Regions from separate parts of the Mus musculus genome. Here region 1 is linked to region 2. Evidence: chromatin contacts called from public HiCAR-type data. All regions are on one chromosome and are shown on one strand. The core of a region is the stretch at or near the end of the contact, and the rest is flanking DNA. Distances in the headings are between cores, read along the strand shown.

What was found. HiCAR-type assays count read pairs that join an accessible place to other places.
Region 1: a HiCAR-type map of astrocytes shows a contact between it and region 2, with 2.1 times the contacts expected there. The contact joins two enhancer-like sites. A contact is called at or near these places in 5 of 484 Hi-C or Micro-C datasets (the AML12 cell line, the AtT-20 cell line, embryonic stem cells and 2 more) and 3 of 115 datasets of contacts at active chromatin or transcription factors (astrocytes, embryonic basal ganglia and heart atrium).

Annotation. Positions count from the first base shown.
Region 1 is chr7:112,882,811-112,885,862 of GRCm38.p6, reverse strand. The region is part of intron 10 of Tead1 (TEA domain family member 1); the gene reads right to left. Among named protein-coding and RNA genes, the nearest start is that of Rassf10, 70 kb to the left of the region's middle. Within about 2 kb of position 1,777, at least 111 of the 459 cell types and tissues checked have an H3K27ac peak or open chromatin away from gene starts, as enhancers often do. A contact at or near this core is called in astrocytes, where this site is marked.
Region 2 is chr7:112,601,848-112,604,661 of GRCm38.p6, reverse strand. No RefSeq gene overlaps it. Among named protein-coding and RNA genes, the nearest start is that of Gm24154, 15 kb to the left of the region's middle. Within about 2 kb of position 1,526, at least 54 of the 459 cell types and tissues checked have an H3K27ac peak or open chromatin away from gene starts, as enhancers often do. A contact at or near this core is called in astrocytes, where this site is marked.

The DNA of each region.
Region 1 (3,052 bases), core at 528-3,027, 280 kb before region 2:
GGCTCTATCCTAGGCTCAAATTACAAATCTATTTTCGTTAAGCCTCCCCCGGTGTTAGATTCTCTTCTATCTAGTCCAGATATTCCAGGAGCCACTTCACCTGTCACTGCCTCGTCTCTGTCATCAGAACAATGGCACGGGCAGCGAGACCTCGCATGTCTCATCTTTACCAGAGAGAGTGACATGAACAACTGCTGTGGAGCAGTGGGGACTGGAGCACAGCAATGCACATGCAAGCTGCAAGCTGCAAGCTGCTGTATTGATGAAGCACCGGCCACTACTTCTTTTAACTCCACAACCAAAACACTGACCAGGACAGAGCCTCAAGTCCTATCTACAGACACCTTCCCCAGTACAATCAATAAACATGATGATGGCCATCAATTCAGTCCACATGGGTGCAAATAGCAGGCTGGCTTTTTCCCAGGTAAACAAAGCAGGATGCTTCCCTGGTTTGTGAGTTCCATGACACATCTGGCATATAAGGTGTAACTACTCAGACAGATACAAACCCACCACTCTCCACAAGTCATGAGCAGAGACACATTATGGAATTTCCTCCAGAAACCAACAAAAAAGAAGTTACTAACACGCTGAGTGGATTAAAGGCTCCAAGATCTGTTTGTAGGCAAGTTCTGGAAAGCAGGGTAGGGGCAGAGGCAGGTGTCAAAGGCAGGTCAAACAAACAAAAATATACCAACAAAAATATACCGCTGGGGCTGGGGATGTAACCCAGTCGGGAGAGTGCTCGACTACTATGCATGAGGATTTAGGTTTAGTCTTTTGCCTTCATAAACCAGGAATGTTGGCACATGCCTATAATCTACACATGGGATGCAAAAGCAAGAGGATCAGGAGTTCAAAGCCAGCCTTTGCTACATGAGACACTTAAGGCATGGCTTCTCCTCATTGTCCTCTTATTCAATATACCTATTTATTCAAAGCTATGGTTCACTGTTCAATTTCATGGATTAGGGGTTGGGGGGGAGACCTGTGCTTTGGGGCAAACATGAAAAATGCAATTATCAGTCCAGTGTGGTAGTCCATGCCTTTAATCCCAGCTCCTGGGAGGCAGAGGCAAGTGGATCTCTGTGAGTTCAAGGCCAGCCTGGTTTACAAAGAGAGTTCCAGGACAGTCAGACTGTTACACTGAGAAACCCTGTCTTGGGTAGGGAGAAAAAAAAAATCTTTAAAATGAAGCCTGGTCTAGGTGTGTGGGATCCAGACCCTGAAGAGGGGACAGGGCAAAGGGCCAAGGACAGAGAAACTGTCCCTGCAAACCCTGTGGCCTCTGGAGAACTGGCTACAAGGGAGCTGACAGCCCACATAGAAAGGACACTTGGCGGTGTCACAGGCTAACAAGGCAAAGCTTGCTGGGTGAGTAAGGAGAGAACCCCTAAGGTAAAGACATAAAGGGGCAGGGGCAGCCTGTGGACATACCCTTCCAACTTATCTCCCTTCATTTTTGAGTGTGCAGAGGGCTGGGCAGGAATTATGAGGTTATAGAAATGAAAACCATCCAGGACTGTCCTTGACAAGAGCCAGTGTAATGGGAACTGATGGATGGGCCGTTTTCAAACCACCACTTTGAATCTCCCCTCTGCATCCTCTCTGAGCCATGATCAAAGGACCAAGATTTCAAATTGTGAAGCAATTTTTTCCCAATGGCAGCATCTGGCTGCTTGGCAGGCGGCACCAGGAGCTGGGCCTTGCTGTGGGCGGCTGTCCAGGCCTGCCACATGGTGAGGCTAGGCCAGGCAGGGCACGCCTTGCGGGCTTTGCAGCTGCTCCCACAGGCGCCAAAGGACAATTGCTCTGCACAGGGCAAAGGGGCCCTGAGAGACTGAGCTTAACTAGGGAGCGAGGGGGTAGGTTTGGAGAGAGCTGGCAGCCCCAGAGCCCTCCCACACTGCTTCATTTGCATGCCCACCCCACAGGATTCAGGGGTCTGGGCAGGGGAGGCCTGCGTTGTGCTGGACACCGCTCCAGTTAGACAGCCTGCCTATGGGGACAGGGAAGGAAGGGGCTGCCAGCAGGGAAGTGGGCCCCTGAGTGCAGCCATTCACTGGAGTCTGTGTGCCCTGACACAACACCACTGAAGCAGAGGCCACAGCTGTTTTAAATAAGAATAACAGGAATAAACTCAGCCAGCCTAGCTCTTCAACTTACTTCCCACTAATTATGGCATATATTTACATCCACAAAATAGACGATTTTTAAAAACACCACCGGGACCCTTTATTGTGCAGACTGCACACCCCCATTTGAATTTCATAAACATTCAGTACTTCAAAGAATCTTAAAAGCTTGCTCTAATTACAATAAGCCTCGTCTGAAAAGGCTGTCTGTTTGCATTGCAAATTTCCCACCAATGCAAGTATTCATTTACAAAAATGCAATTAATATTACCCACACAACTCCAGGTAAGGACCCACTGTAGGCTTCAGGCTGGAACTGTCATAGACTCAAGGTCTTAGCCCTACCAACTAAGTCTCTGTTCAGACTGCTTGCTTTCCAACTGAGCCAGGTAATGAAGTCCTGGGCGTCCAGCGGAGGTGGCCTGACCTTACCTAGTTCATCAGTGTACAAAGAATGCTGCCACTTTCCCAGGTTGTTGCTTATTTAAGAGGGACATTCCATCCATGAAATGTCCCTCTTAAATAAGCAACAACCACCAGGCAACCAATCACACACAGTGAAATAACAGCTGTACGTGAATAAGCTATAGGTTACCCAGTGAAACCTGCATGGCAGATACACATCACCAGTACTTTGGTACACAAGCGTTCCAGTGATCTCATAGACACTAGCTCTGGGATTTAAATTTAAATGGGAAGGCCTCAGTGTTAGTTACTCCCCCAATAATTCTACTAATGCTAATGAGTCATCTTTACTAAAAAGAACAAAAACTAAGACATATCCTCAAATGCTGACTGCTGTAAGAAAATGTCCTAATTGTATACAAATACTGTATCCATCCATGTACAACCCTCAGACTGGGTTGACAGGTAACTGGGCCTAGAGTCTGTCTCACATTTTATATCGTATTCTT
Region 2 (2,814 bases), core at 277-2,776:
TCGAGAGTGTGAGCATACACGAAGGCACAAAAGGCAACATTTTCAGCCAGGCATGGCTGTCTTGAAACCTCTCCAGGACATATAATTAATAGGCACATTTTTCTGCGGCTGGCATGAGGCATCGGGGCTGCAGAGAAGAATCCAGACAGCCGCTCTAGAAGCAGCTGCTAAGATCTGCACTCTAATTTGCTGCCACAGCTTGACACAGTGAGATGCATTAAAATGTGCCACATTGGTTAACATGGGTTCAAGTAGACAAAGACTGCCAATTTGGAAGGAGGGTAAATGGCCTTTGGTGGCTCTCTTCGTGATGCCCAGACGGCATGCGGTGGAAAATTACAGTGTGCTTATATGGGCAGTTCTGGCACAATCCAAGCACAAATGAGACCCGAGGATTAGCTTTCCTGGATGAATAATTATTCCTGAATCATGAGACAGGCACCCGTGGAAAGAAAAGTGCTTGTCTTTCTAAGAAGTCTCCAAACACTGTCAGAGATTCATATCCTCACATGAGTTCCGTGCAAATGAGAACCGGCCCTTAACATTGTTCTGAGCCAAAGAAAATTCTTGGTTGGGACTGAGAAAAAAAAAAGTTAGATAAATAATTTCTTCTTGCCTCTCAGAAGGCCACAGCTATCGCTGCAATCCAGAGCTGGCCTCTAAGCAAGTCTGGCGGGTTTTGCTTGGACCAGCTGCTATGATGAACTTACAGTAATTCCAGGTTTTCCTCTACTCCAGACAGAGCCAAGAGCTATGAAGTAAGCCGGATGCATCCGGCTTACTTCATAGCTCTCTTCAGTACCTGCTGACTACTGACCGTTCAGTTTTCTGACTTCTTTCTTTACTAAAACAGGACCATAGGGGAAATTCCTTCCAGGCAGCCGAGGAAGCTGGCAAAGATTTATTTCAAGTTAATTAAGAAAGCTGTGCTAAGCACCAAGGGAGTCTGTTTAGTTGGGCTGTGGGACGTGACCACCGCATCAAGGCTGAGCTGGACCTTTTTGCTCCCTTTACCACAGACCTTCTGTATTTTACCATTACCACTAGGAGGTGGGGAAGATGAGGGGAAACTGAGCTCAGAAAGACTGACTCCTTAGGATGAGCCACTGGTAAACCAAAGTCTCAGAATTTGAACTTGGCTTTAGTCTGAAGAATATGTCCTCTGCTTGTCTGCCCTATGCTATAAGATGGCCATAAGCAACGAAAGCCTCCAGTTAGAGCCCAAGGAGAGAGCTCGGGGTGAGAACTCCAAGCTGAGTAAAGGTGAGGAAACAGGCTAGCTGCTGGTAGAATGCTTGCCCAGGCTGCGTGAGGCGATATAAACTGTGTATGTTTGTGATCCTCCTACAAGGAGGCAAGGGCACCAGAAGTTTAAGAGGGCCCTTGGCTACACAGTGAGTAAGTTCCAGGTAGCCTGGACTACATGAGACTGTCTCTGAAAAGACAAGTGGGAGAGCGGGGAGCTAGGCAGACAGGATATGTGGAAATGTGTGGAAACGCAGCAGAAGCTGGGTTTGTGTTGATCCTGGGCCCAACTTCTGAAGATCTTAGGAATCCCGGAGCCCAGTGGGAGATAGTTGGACAGATTTTCTGGAACCTAGAGCAATTTTTTTTTTCCTAAGGCAAACATTCAATATGAATAAACTCAAGTGCTTTTCCCCTAAGGCACACATTCAATATGAATAAACTCAAGTGCTCCAGGGGTCTCAGGATCCTAGATATACCCCAGGACACTGAGATCTGTGGCGTAAAGACTTTAAAATGGGTTTCTTGTGAAGGATGGGGGACTCATTGTCCCCACCTCTTGATGGGCCGACAAGAAGGTACAGAAGGTATGCTCTCAGGGTAGAAAGGATTTCCAACCCAGAGTGGTAAATGGCTTCTGACTAGAATTACCCCCAGGAACCCGACAGGCCTGGAAGATCAAGGACAACCTGGCTGACAATGTCTTCCATTTTTGCCTGTGGTGTTTTAGACTCTTCTGCTGACCCTGAAGCAGCTCCACAGGCCTGGATGTTCCTGAAGTCACTTCCTGAGGCACGGAGGCGATGCTTGTGGCAAAGGTGTGATTCGAGATGCTCAAAGTAGTCATATGGTAGGATCCGGGAAATGACTCATCGGAGATCCCGACATGAGGAAAATTCATTCCCAAAACCACCAAGGGAGAACCAGGGGGATGGCTCACTTGGTTAAAGTGCTTGTCAGACAAGTATGGGACCTGGATACCCCAGGACCGTGTGGAAACAAAATCAGGTATGGTGGCACACGCCCATAATCTCAGGGCTAATGTGACACAGATGGGAGCTGGCCAGCCAACCTGGCATAATGGGTGAGCTTCAGGACAACAAGGGCCTCTGTCTCAAAAATAAAGTAGACCACACCTAAAGAATGGCATGGAGGGTTGATTTCTGGCCTCCACAGGCACATGCATGTGCATGTACACATGGGTGTACACACATGTGCAAATACATGAATTCAAGAGAGAGGAATGGTCCCACCCCTTTTCTTGATTGGGAATAAAGGTCTAAAAAGGAGACCAGAGACATATTCATCCTTGAATTATTTGTAGGGAATTAACCATGAAGCCAAGGGCCCGTAGAAGATGAGCCATTCACCAGCTCTGTGTCTCTTGGTAGGGGAAGGGCAGTCTCCACTGGATGAAATGAAACAGACAAAGAAATGGGCAAAAACTATTTATGGATAATAACTTCTGAGACCTATATACCCATGTATTGGCTTCACAATGAGTCTTTTATTGTAATGTGGAACATTTGGTGACTCAAGAGACACAGAGCATGTGACTCACGCAAAGGT